Regions from separate parts of the Zea mays genome. Here region 1 is linked to region 2. A link is a contact called in public Hi-C data. All regions are on one chromosome and are shown on one strand. Each heading gives the region's core, a stretch centred on a gene start, on an enhancer-like site or on the middle of the called end of the contact. The rest is flanking DNA. Distances are from core to core; before and after follow the strand shown. Region 1 has its middle 36 kb from the start of LOC100282883. Region 2 holds the start of LOC100285752 (cyclin delta-3).

Region 1 (6,846 bases), core at 1,897-4,396, 100 kb after region 2:
CCAAGGACCTACGCGCCGTGCATCGGCCCTATGGTTCATTTGGTGATTGGCCCTAAAGCAATACAAACTATCTCTTTAACTTAATACAGTCTCCATATAAGTTTCATTCTCATTTAATATTATACACATCAGCAGATTTATAAAAAGAGAGAAAGAGTTTGATCTAGATTAAATCTATTGTCATAATCATCTACACAAAAGATGACATGACAGTTTTAATAAAACCCTCTTTGGAATATAGAAAAGGCAAAGAAATTACACATGGATGCAGCTGCAAAAAAAGATTGAAAAACAAAAAATTGAAAGGAATAATCATTTGGATGGACCATAATAAAGACGTAGGATGTTTACCGAGAGGTTTGAATGCATGCTAAGTTTCTTATAATTCTCCTCAAAGCAGCATTTAAGGCGTTGGTCACCTGTCTAGGATCCTATGGAGGACCGAAACAGGGCAACAAAATTAAAGTCATGATATCTCCTCCCCTTTAACCTTCTTACGGAGAAGAAATATATTAAGGGGAAAAGATATTAGTGAATACAAACATGTAATGATCTAAAGAATAAAGGTATGGGAACTATTTGTCATAAACTTGGTGCTTTATCATTTTTCCCTCGGTAATGGATAATTATGAATATACCTTCCAGGCACCTAACGGGTGTTCGAAGAGGTTAGAATATTAAAGCTTTGAATATAGAGCCACTTGAAAATGTATGAGCACATGAATTGTCCTCCAGCTGAGTCTCTGTATGGGCATTGTATCTCTATTTATAGGAGCAACTCGATGTACAACTCCTTATGAAATTACATTTGTGTACCCAAATCCTATACATACAATCTATAGAGCCCATCGAGGGCATTGTAGTATTTTTTCTTCTTGAGACATGTTGGGCACGCTGCTTAAGTCCTCCTTCGTCTCTTGGTTGCTTCGTGGTGCTTCGTTTGTCTCCCTCATCTCCTGCATTGAAGCTGTTACTTTTTTTGACGAAGGTTACTTCGTTGTTCCTAAAACAAGTTTGAAGATAGATGACATTGATGAGTTTGAGGACCTTAGGCAAAGGCACACCCCAATAGTAGGAAATTTCGTACATTATTCTTATGATTTTTCCTATGAAACAAATGCATGAACATTAGCAATTCCTATACGATTCTCAATCCTATGTTTTTATGTCATGAAACTTGGTCAAAGAGACGAGTAACATGAACAACACTCAAATCGATTAGGAGGTGTTTGAGACTGCTCTACTCTACCACTTTTAGCTATGCTCAACAACACTACCGTGGAGTAGCTCCACTATAGAGTTTGTAAAGTTTTTAAATTGTTTGGGTTGCAGGAAACTCCAGCTTTAAAAATGTCAGACTTAACATGAAATGTCTATTGTACCCTTCAAATTTGATCCCATATGTCATACACTCATTTCCTTGTGTTCTTCTTTTTCATTGGTTGCTAAACCATGCACACCATCGCTTGGACAACACATACTTGACAAAATAATCACGACATGTTGATGTTTGCACCACAGATGAATAATGGTGGTGGGTCGAGTTTGTTGTGACAACTCTCCATCTCCTTGGCATATCGTCGAACGCCTTGTGCGCTACTTTCATCATGTCGCACATGCTTTCCTTGCACAATAGTTGACGCACCCACATTGCCGCTACTAACCTCATGCTACAGTTGATCGCTCGCGTCGCTGCTACCGTGTGCCGCCTCTACCAGACGGTATGCGCAGCGTGCTCCCCGTCCTTAGCTTGCTGGAGAGGGAGAGGCCAAGCCCATGCTCTGTAGATGCCAACACGAGTTCCATGATGGTGTCTATGAGCAGTGAGGCGAGCCATGGAGATGGGAGGAGAGGGAGTGTTGAGCTCCATGCCCCTGTCCAATGAGCCCTGCTACTACACTCAGTGCCCCACTCACTGAGCTTCGGCATCGAGCTCCACGCTCGAGCCCCAATGCTAAGCTTCGAGCTCCGTGTCCTCGGCAACAAGTTTCACCGTGACAGTGAGGCTTGTGTTGGTCTTGGGTGGGGAAACGAGCGGAAAGAAAATAGAACGAAACGAACTGGTATGTTGTGTAACCAATGGTATGGTGGTTTCATACCAACTCCATGGGGGCAGTGGAAACATGAATTTGTGGAGCACCTCTTTTGAGGCTCCACCAAATTGGAGTTGAGGTAAACTCCAAATATTTTAGGTGTGGAGCTGGTTGGAGTTGGGAGTATTTGGCAATTGATTTGTGGAGCAGAGCTAAAATTAGTGGTGTAGAGTAGTCCTAAACATCCCCTAAAATGCACTCTCGTATTGTCAAGGTGTACAAGGCGAGGACATAAGTACCATGTTATTTAAGAAGAGATGTGATGCTTTGATGGAAAATAATTATAGATCATACAAGTGTTTTTATCCCATTCTGAACATCAACCTTACCTAGTTAATCTATAGGACTAACATGTTGTTTGGTTACAAGCACGTAAATGCAAACGGCAATGGAATGAATACCTCTACCATATGGAAGAAGGTAACTAATACCCTTGATTGTTTGGTTCATGTCGTTAATGGAAAAAAAAAGCTCGAAGGAACAGGAAGCGCGGGCGACGGGATTTATTTCATCTCTTGATGCCGCGTTATCGCATTTCAAAAAAAACGTGGGGTCTGATTCCACGATATTCATTCACAACATATCGGAACAAAACACAAACTAACTAACGTAATCGCCATGCGCTGTAATCAGTCCCATGTCAAAACGGCCGAACCAACAGCATCTAAGTGCTTTTTTTATGTTGACGATCAAACTAGAAGCTTTTAAGATCAGAGTCTGTTATTCTATTGTGTCTAATCTGTTTCACCAACTGAAGTATGGTATTAAAAGTATTGGGTTGACAAGAGGATCCCGGAAAAAGCAATGGCAAAAAGGACAGCCTTGGTTGATGAGTCACCAGGCCTCTTTGCACACCTGGCATGTGAGATGGAGGTGGCGTTCAACGTAGACTTTTGACCTTTTGTCGCACCAACCCAAAATGTCTAGCGACAGCAAGCACTGTACTACGTCCAAAGAGAAAGCAATGGGCTGGCAATGCTCACACAGCACAAGGAGAAGTTGTAGAGAGAGAGTGTGTGTGAGAACTTCCCCTTGGCCTCACACAACACAGCGTATAAAAAAGAGGACTACTACCAGAGCTAGAGAAGACAAATGGATCGACGTGAACTGTAGCTCTAGCACTGCTGCGCCATGTGAGGAGGGCGAGAGAGAGAGAGAGAAACCGTTTCTATGAGCTTTATTTTTTGCCAAAAAAAAAGTCACAAAGGCAAAGGGGGCAAATGTTATTGTTGGGGGGAACGGAACGAAGATCCACTTCCTTTCTACACGCCATATATATCCACCCAATTCACGTGAGGGGCATACAAGACATCAAAATAAGATCTAAGTATTTGAACACTTTGATTTTTGGCGTATTCCTATTACGTACATGTTTGGATATCCATATATTTACATTAACCCATACGTGCTAAAGTGATTTAATGTGAAGTTTAGTCATCCAAACCAGGCCTAAGCTAAGGGTCCTTGTATAATTTAGACAAAACTAATTAAATTAATATAAGCGACCAGCGATGCTTCCGCGGCGGTCAGTACCGATCGCACGTGAGGCCACGTCATCGACTTGTATCGGCTAGCGTTCGATCAAACCTTAGGCTGTCTTGAGCAGCCTTCTTATCTCGTTTCTTATTTTAAACTCTAGTATGTAAACAATACAATCTATAGTTTAAAACGATGTTTTGCACGACCATATGTACGACCTGTTGAAGACGACCTTACAAGGGATAGGGCTGAATAATAACAATGATAATGTGTATGAACTCGCAGACTTACTTTCTCCTGTTCTTTAAAAAATTTAAGGCATTGGAAAGTCTCCGTTCATATATACTCTTTTCGACTTCGATTTACAACATTATTTTGTTTCATCACATGGAATCTTCCTGTGAACAAAAGGTAGTAACCATCACTCATGGGTAGAGGGGAGACATTTGCTCTTCTGGTGTTTGAGATCATGGTAGCAGTAGCACTGATTAGAACGGGTGATGTGTAGGCTCTCTTGGTGGCGCATTCAATTGTTTCTCAGCAGCGCGCGGAAAGTCAAAGAAGAAAAACGAAGGGAGGGGCCACGACCTAGCAGCCCAGCACACGCTGCAAGGACCACACACAGCACACTGGTTGGGCACAGGGAAACACTGCCCAAAGCGAAGGGAGCGCTACCTTCGAAGCAAACAAGCACAGTAGTGTCCAGGCCAACCAACCAACCAACCAAACCTTCCTCCCTTCACACGCCTCCATCCGAAAAATAATGTGGGACGATACGTGCTGTTGTCCAGTTGGTACAGTAGCGGATCCAGAAACGAATTAAAGGAGGGGCTACTAAATTAACAGCCAACTGTGACACTAGTGGTCTAACGACAAACGACTGTTACTTTGCGATGGGTAACATGACCAATTGGCTATTACCACTTGCCGATTTATAACCTAGGCATGGGTGTCTGTCGACCGTAGTCGTGTCATGGAGTAGATGGAAGGCAACCACCAGTCAGACAGCAACATGTGTGTCAAATATCAGATGACTGGGGGTTAGGATGCAAACTAGCTAGGACGACCGCGTGTTGGATAAGGACATTTAATCTTTTATTGTCTTTACGGATGAAACTAAATCAGTAGTCACTAATATAACAATTGAATCGTTAACATAACATTTCATGTGATAATCCTCGTAAAAACGGTAAAAATAGATTGTCATATTAGATGTGGACATAACTGATATATGGTGGCTTAAGAGTGAGACATTTGAGCTATGCACTAGCCGAGCCCGAGCCGTGCGTGTCTTTATTTGTGCCAATGCCAGCATGGGCACACACACTATGCATGCATGTTATTACTGGTTATTATGTCGTTGTGTGATTTCTTTGTATATATCAAGCTATAGCTAAGCTTGTGTCACATGACCCAAAGTGTAGTCATGCTCACCCTAGACCGATTTCATTGTCCCTAGAACGCCCTTGATTTGTGCTTTAATTTGTTGGGAAGAGGTCAGATTGACGACCAAGACCACACCGTGGGTGCCATTGCTTTATCCAACATACATTGTAACGTAGAGAGTCAAATTTGCCGAGATCATATGTCAACTGGTGGTCCAGGTTAAAACAAGAGGTAAGGACGTACGAGAGCAGGTACTACCAAATTAAGGGAACACTGGTACGGTCGACAATCTAAAAGGTTGCCCCATGCCATACCATGCCCCACATTTGACTTAGGATGTTCATCGACAATGCAAGAAGAAACAACAACTGTCGGCAGATGCATATGCATAGTCGATCTCAAGCACGCGTATCATGCGAACTGTGTGGAGAAATCTGGGCTTGTCTTGTTGACAAGATGACACCGATAGAGAAGCTTATTATACTCTAATAAAACAATACCAGAGAAGCAAGCATATATATATATATATATATATATATATATATATATATATATATATATATATATATATATATATATACTCTCTGTTTTTTTGTTGTCGCTGGATAGTTCAATTTTGTACTATCCAGCAACAACTAAAACGAAACGGAGAGAGTACGTACTTCCTTTGCTCGATCGAGAAATGACCGACACGTGAGATCGACTGTGAGAGCCATTAGCGTATACTCTCTCTCCGTTCTGAAATTATAAATGTATTTCATCTATATATATACCGTTATATAATCTACCGGTCTAAACTTTGCAAATCTCACCCAACCAAATCACACTCACACACATAATCTCCAAAAAAAATCTATCAAAAATAAATTGCACTTATATTTAACACACCAAATCAATGATTCGGATCGCTGGATAATCTTCTCTGTCTTACTTACTCAACTTCAATAAACAATATTATTTGAATCATTCTTTATCCCTCCCTTTTCTCGTGATCCGGTCTCCCCCTCCCCCTGACTCGCGTCGCCGCCACCATCGTCAACCTCTCCTACCACAGCTGCCGTCGTTGACCCCTCCTTTTCTCTCACTGAGATGATAGCGTTAGGTGAGCTATATAGTAATTAGTAAAAATTACATAAAATATATTTTTAATAGTTTGATTCTTAATTTCTTCTACAAATATTTTGTTACTTGCTCAAGAATTAATTATTATAAAAAGCGTTAATTTGAACAAAAATATTGGTACGAGTTTTATGCCAAAATATATATGTGTTTTTTTTAATCATTGTTAGTTAAAATTGACAGAAAATGTGTATATATCTGTATAAAATACGTTTACTGTGTTGTAGGACAAAGAGGAAGGACGTGACAACATGAACGTAAAAAGATGAATGGAACACCTACCTTTGGCAGGAGGCAGCAGGCACGAGCACAAGCTTTTGCAAAAGGTAGCCAGCTGCACTGCAAGGAACAATATCATGCAATGTTCATGCACTAGAGGCAGAGAGGTCTTCTCACCAACGCAACACGACGAAAACACCAACCGGCAGGCAATGGATAATAAATAACGCACGGCCAAATCTAAAGTCAGCTCGTTGGCATTTTTTCTCTGTTGAAGTTTATCTATCCAAATTCAAATTTTGGTTGGATATGCTGTGATGAAATATATACTAGACTACTATCGGTGTTTTGACCCGAGGGTCCTAACCAACTAGTTAATTTGTGGTACGTGTCTCGGTCTAGATAGGTGATGTAAGAAGACACAAAATTTATCCCAGTTCGGGCAATAGAAAACTCTACTTCTAGCGGGAGATGAGACTTATATTATCTTGCACCTACGTGCTTGTAGTAAGGGATACAACTTGGTACAAAGAGGGAGTGGATCTCATGT
Region 2 (6,680 bases), core at 3,265-5,764:
GTCTGAAACCCTTGAAAACTTGTGATCAGCATATCTTTCAACTTCTGCCAGGATGTTATTATCCCTAGTCGAAGGGAGGAGTATCAGGTGTGAGCGACACTCCTTACTGCCATGACGAAGGACTTAGCCATGACAGTTGTGTTGCCTCCATAAGATGATATCGTTGCTTTGTAACTCATGAGGAATTGTTTCAGATCAGAATGGCCATCGTACATGGGTAGCTGAGGTGTCTTGTACGAAGGTGGGCATGGTACTGCTTGCAACTCTGTAGCTAAAGGAGAAGCATCACCATAAGCAAAATTATCATGGTTAAAAACTTCGTACCACATGTCTTCGTGGTTTGGGCCTTCATGCCGAAGGTCTCTCTGATGCTGCCGATACTCTTCATGCTCAGTGTCACGCGCAATGTTTCACATTTCTTCAACTGCTTCGTCGATCTTCTTTTGCAACTCGAACAACCGAAGCATCTTTTCTTTCCTTTCTCCACCTGTTGATGGATGGCTTCGAGGTTGTAGATTTCCTGGTCCAGCTCATCATCTTGTGGAGTTGGGCTAGCAGCTTTCCTTTGTGGCTTCGAGGCTCTCTTAAGAGAATTTCGTCTTGATTGGTGTCCAAGGGTGCGAGAACAGCCCCGGGCACCGTTATCTTCTTCGGCGGCATGGCGAAGGTGGTCATAAGTGAGTTTACGAGAGGTGGGCGCCAATGTTGGTCACTCGTTCTCAGTTGCTATACACGATTAAAAATAAGGCAACACAATGTTATAAAGGTAATTAACCTTCGTCTTCAAATAGCTATCCCTTTGGGATAACCCCTTCGAAGGCGAAGGTTAAAGCTTAATTAAATGAATCACTTGAAAGTATAAAGGTGAATACGCGAAGGATATGGGGAAGTTTAACATGCTAACTCATCTCAGGTGTTTTTACCCTTTATTTCCTCCTCCATACATAACATATTTACAATTGTACCTTCGGCTCCTTGGTGTAAGCTAGGGCGAAGGTGCTTTAAAGAAGGAATTACACATGGTCGTTATCAGCCTCCAAAAAGGTACTTTATGCAGGACATTGTTCATCTATTTATAGGGGAACATACAACTTCGTATGAAATTACAAATATGTATGTAAGACCAGTACATATGATTTACAAATGGTGTGAGGGCAATATTGTCTTCTGCCTTTAGCATTCTAAATGACACCTTCTCCCAGCTTTGTTGATCTTCTATCTTCGTCTCCTTGTGTTGCTATGCCGAAGCTAACATCTTTGTCTTTCTCCACGCCCTGCTCCGAAGGTGTTTTGTCGCTGAAGCTCCTGCGACACTTAATGACATGTTGGCAATCAACAATTAAATGTGTTTTTGAGGACCTTTGAAAGATGAAGGCCCCCAACAATGACTTTCCTTAATGGAGAGCTAGATGAAGAAATTTATATGGATCAGCATGACGTATTTATAGCATAAGGACAATAGGGCAAGGTGTGCATATTAATTAAATCCTAGTATGGCTTAAAGCAGGCACCCAAACAATGACATGAGAAGTTCGATAAAACATTAACATCCATTGGGTTTGCTGCAAATGAAGCTAACACTTGTGTGTACTATAGCTATGGTGGGGGCAAACGAGTAATCCTACGCTTGTATGTCGATGATGTACTAATTTTTGGGACAAGTCTCAATGAGATAAATGATGTAAAGTCATTCTTATCCCAAAATTTGACATGAAAGATCTAAGGGAAGCTGGCGTGATCCTTAATATTAAACTTATTAAGGGTGAGAATGGGATTACTCTTTTGCAGTCTCATTATGTGGAGAAGATGTTGAACCACGTTGGTTATATGGATAGCAAGCCTTCTCCAACACCCTATGATCCTAGTCTGGTACTTTGAAAGAATAAAAGACTAGGAAAAGATCACCTAAGATACTTCCAGATTGTTGGCTCTTTGATGTATCTAGCTAGCGCAACCCACCCTAACATTTCATTTGTTGTAAGCAAGCTAAGTAGATTCTCAGCTAATACAGAAAATGATCATTGGCGTGGTATTGATCATGTAATGCGTTATCTGAAGGGTACAATGAGTCATGGAATTTACTATTTAGGGTACCTAAGTGTACTTGAAGGATCTAGTGATTCAAATTGGATAACAGATGTTGATGAGACGAAGGCAACTAGTGGATATATATATATTCACACTGGGTGGTGTCGCCGTCTCTTAGAAATCATGTAAGCAGACAATACTTACAAAATCCACCATGAAGGCAGAGCTCGCAGCTCTGACACAACTTCTATAGAAGCTGAGCGGTTAAGAAAACTGTTGGTGGACTTACTGGTGGTTGAGAAACCAATTCCTGCCTATGTGATCAGAGCACCCATGTAAAGCGTTGACTAAAAAGTCTATCAGGAACTGTGATAATCAAACGATGATCACAAATGTGAAGAATAGTCAGGATAATATGAAGTCCAATAAACATGTAAAGCGTTGACTATAAAGTCTATCAGGAACTGAGAAGCTCTGTAGTAATATATGTGGATTATATCTAGACAGCTAAGAACCTGGCAGACCCTTCACTAAGGGACTATCACGTACTATGATTGATAATGCATCGAAGGAGATGGGACTAAGACCCATTTGAGTTAACCTCAGTGGTAATCCAACCTATGTGATCAGAGCACCCATGAATTAGGATATAGGAAGAACAAGCTGTTGGTTAACATGAGAGTACACCTTACTTCTAACCCACTCCATTGTAGATGTAGTACTCTCATTTATGTAAGGTAGGTTGACTTAGTCTTATTGTGTTCTGAGGCTTTATAGCAAGATTCTATCCTACATAGTATTCTTGTAAGATCACACCTATGTGAACTCAACTGTTGGTTGCAGTTTGTAGGATTTGGGAATTCTTTAAGAAGCTCGTGAAGAGAGACAAGAGTATGACCTATACACTCCACTCGTGGGGTAGGCAATTGGTAGCCTAGTATGAGTTCAGACGTTGAGTGAAACTTGTTCACACCAAACTGCCAATTCATGGCTTAGTCTATTGTGCAGTTGTGGATGAGCCTAACTAGTCGTTCTAGGTGGATGTTCAACCTTAGCTGGTATCCACCGAAAAGCTACTATATTAATAGTACTTTGGTATAGGGAGGATGAAATGTGCCTCTGTGATCTGGTGGGGGATTGCTAGAGAATTTGGGCTTGACCCAAATAATAATTTCTGTAAATCCCAAAGACCCACTCACACATGCATGGTATGGTGGGAACTTTAATACCACCTTGCTACTCTAGGTGGAGTGAGGCCAACTTAAATAGTTGAGTTGTATCCACCTGGTTGAAGCCATTGATGAGACGAAAAGAGAGAACCCACGCGCACGCTTGCCGCGCCTTGTCGGGCTGGGCCGGGCGGGCCAATGGGTGTGGGCGCACGACATGCGTGTGAATGGTTCGACGATTTCTCGCTTCCGGCCTTGAGGGTGCACGACTTTCTTTTGCTACTTGATATTTTGCATGTCCGGAGAAAAGTACGCTGACCTATTTTGGTAAGCAATTATTCTCGCATTAATTGTGATTGATTGTCATGTTAGTGCTGTAATTACGTGGCTGATTATTTGTCTGCTTTGGCCACGTCAAGTGTACATATCAAGGGTGAGACGTCGTTCCTCAGTAAATACTTTTCTCCTCACACCAGAGCGCTACACTGCCTTCGTCTTCCCCATCCCGCTGCCGATGTGCCATCGAGTCGGGAGAGTAGGATCTCCGAACCCTATGCCCCCTCGTGTCACTGCATAGGGTAAGGTCCATATCAGGTTTTTAGAAAGCGTCGTCACGACTGCTCGCTGTTTGTCTGCTTTCTCTACGACGACGTCGTCGTGCTCGCTGGTCTACTACGTCTACTCTTGTGCTTGTTCTAGCGCCTGCAATCTCACTATATGAATGTTTATGCGGATATTTATTTCTGTCACTAGCACTAGTATACGAGCTGTTAGTGAATTATATATATCGAGCATGCTGTTGTTTCTTGTATTATATTATTATAATCAATTTGTTCATTATAAATTGCTATTATTTCCAACAATTAGTGTCGTTAGATGAAAATACGTTTTTTTTTATATTTCAAAGTTTATGGCAGGGAATAACCAAACGAAAGTTGTCCTGATTGGAACGGACAGTTGGGACCGTGCTGATTGGAACGGACAGTTGGGACGAGATGAGAGGGAGAGGTACTGGTCTACTGGAGGTTAGTTTGTCCTGATGTATGCAGTAGACCAAGAAAGGGTAGGCACGAAAAGCCCCTACCCACTTCACTGGTCATTCGGAGACGGACGGAGAGGCACTAGCTAGTGTGCAGAGTGCAGTGCAGCTGCTGCGCGTCGCTGCTCCTGCCTGGGGAACCCAAAAAGATGTTGGAGGGAAGCCCGAAAATCAAAAAGCCATGGACTGGACACAAGCTCGGCCCCTCTCCCTCTCCACGCCGCGGCAATAAAGAAGCCGCTGTGCAGCATGCGTGTCACACTCTCCCGCTCGTCCCTCCCGCATTCTCTCTCTATCTCTTCGTCTTCCTTTCCTCCTCTCGAACCCCAATAAAACCTCACTTTCCCTCCTTGCCACTTCGGATTCTCCTCCTCTGCCTTTCGCTTCGTCACTCGCCACGCCACGCCAAAGACCAAGAAAAAAAAGGACGATTTTTTCCTAGCTGCAACTTCCCTCACGCCATGGAGGAGGAGATGCCGCTGCAGCTGCTCTCCGCTTCCTCCGCCGCCGTCGCTGTCTGAGCTCCCCCTTCGCTCGATCTCTCCATCGGGCCGGGCCTACCTCTCCTAGCAGTGAATCAAACCATGGCAGCTTTCGCCGCGCTGTTCGACCCCCTGTACTGCCCGGAGGAGCACCTCGATCTGTACCGCGACGAACCCGGCGAGGGTGCGGACGAGCAGTGGCCGGGCCAGCACGGACAGCAGGAGCCGGCTGTCCTCGACGACGAGCTGCCGGCGCTGTTCGAGGCACACCGGGCCAAGGAGGGGGTGGTGCTGGCGGAGGATGGCGGGTACGGCGGCGCAGCTGGGCGTGAGGCCGCGGTCGGCTGGGTTTCACGCGCCGCGGCGCGGCTAGGCTTCTCCGCGCTCACCGCCGCGCTCGCCGCCGCCTACCTCGACCGCTGCTTCCTCCCCGGGGGCGCGCTCCGGCTCGGCGACCAGCCCTGGATGGCGCGCCTAGCCGCCGTCACCTGCTTCGCGCTCGCCGCCAAGGTCGAGGAGACGCGCGTGCCGCCGCTCCTCGACCTCCAGCTCTACGCCGCCGCTGACGCCGCGGATCCGTACGTATTCGAGGCCAAGACGGTGCGCCGGATGGAGCTGCTCGTGCTCTCCGCGCTTGGGTGGCGGATGCACCCTGTCACGCCCTTCTCCTACCTCCAGCCCGTCCTCGCCGACGCTGCGACGCGCCTGCGTAGCTGCGAGGGCGTCCTGCTCGCGGTCATGGCCGGTGCGTGCTCCTCCATTGTGCGAGTTCCAGATTTCCAGCCAGTGGTAGTGTAGTTGCATTTCCGTGCCAAAGACTTGATTTTTATGTGTTCGAAAAACATGGCAGACTGGAGGTGGCCTCGGCACCGGCCTTCGGCGTGGGCCGCCGCCGCGTTGCTGATCACAGCCGCCGCCGGCGACGGCGGCGACGGCGACGGCGACACGGAGCTCCTGGCGCTCATCAATGCCCCCGAGGTCAGCGCAGCACAATGCCATTGCATCAGCACAATACTGTAGGCTGTTGTGAGACTGCGTTGATAACCAACCGCTGGACGCGTCGCAGGACAAGACCGCCGAGTGTGCCAAGATCATCTCCGAGGTGACGGGCATGAGCTTCCTCGCCTGCGATGTCGGCGTGAGCGCCGGAAATAAGCGTAAGCACGCGGCGGCGCAGTTGTACTCGCCGCCGCCGAGCCCGAGCGGCGTGATCGGCGCGCTGTCCTGCTTCAGCTGCGAGAGCTCGACGTCCGCCACCGCTATGGCTGCGGCGGTCGGCCCGTGGGCGCCGTCGGCGTCCGTGTCCGTGTCGTCCTCTCCAGAGCCACCAGGTCGGGCCCCCAAGCGCGCAGCGGCGGCGTCGGCGTCGGCGTCGGCGTCAGCCGGGGTCGCGCCACCGGTCCAGGTCCCGCATCAGCTACCCCCCGACGAGGAGAGCCGCGACGCCTGGCCGTCCACCTGCGCCGCGTGACGCACCGTGCCGGAAACGGTGCCTATGGCGAGACCGCCGTTCGGTGGCGGTGGAGAATGGAGAACAAGGAGCATCATTGGCTCGCGTCGGTGAGCAGGAGAACGAACTATTTTGCCCATTGCCGTGACAGATGGGGGGCAAGAGAGATAAGAAAAGATGTCCTTGTTTGCATGCTTATGGCGGGAGTAATGTTTGCATGCTTGTGGCAGCACATTTTGCAATGATGGTTCTCAGAGAACTTAGCTGGAGGTGGAAGATGATTAGCGGATAATTTGCCGTCGAGATCGATGGCGATTTAGTATTTGTTGCAACTGTAGTGATGCTAGTTCTTGCCGTGTTCTTGTTGGTTCTTGGCATTGCTTGCTTGGAAGGGGCCTCCGACCTCCGTTGTCCTGTCTGCTGCAGCGGCCACTACTGTAGCAGCACTGCTCTCGCCCTGTGGCTGCGCCTGCCTCGCGTTTCCCTCCACTACTGTCTCGATTTCATTTCCC

What was found. A called contact is a pair of places that touch in the nucleus more often than the background predicts.
Region 1: a Hi-C map of endosperm shows a contact between it and region 2, with 4 times the contacts expected there. The contact joins the enhancer-like site here to the promoter of LOC100285752 in region 2. A contact is called at or near these places in 5 of 25 Hi-C or Micro-C datasets (ear, endosperm, leaf and 1 more) and 1 of 3 datasets of contacts at active chromatin or transcription factors (leaf).

The regions. Positions count from the first base shown.
Region 1 is chr2:167,853,370-167,860,215 of Zm-B73-REFERENCE-NAM-5.0, forward strand. No RefSeq gene overlaps it. Among protein-coding and RNA genes, the nearest start is that of LOC100282883, 36 kb to the right of the region's middle. Within about 2 kb of position 3,147, at least 15 of the 20 cell types and tissues checked have an H3K27ac peak or open chromatin away from gene starts, as enhancers often do. A contact at or near this core is called in ear, endosperm and tassel, where this site is marked.
Region 2 is chr2:167,748,365-167,755,044 of Zm-B73-REFERENCE-NAM-5.0, forward strand. LOC100285752 (cyclin delta-3) reads left to right here and starts at 4,515. Exons shown (of 3, transcript NM_001372330.1): 1 at 4,515-5,463; 2 at 5,569-5,696; 3 at 5,785-6,545. The coding sequence starts at 4,821. The coding sequence ends at 6,189.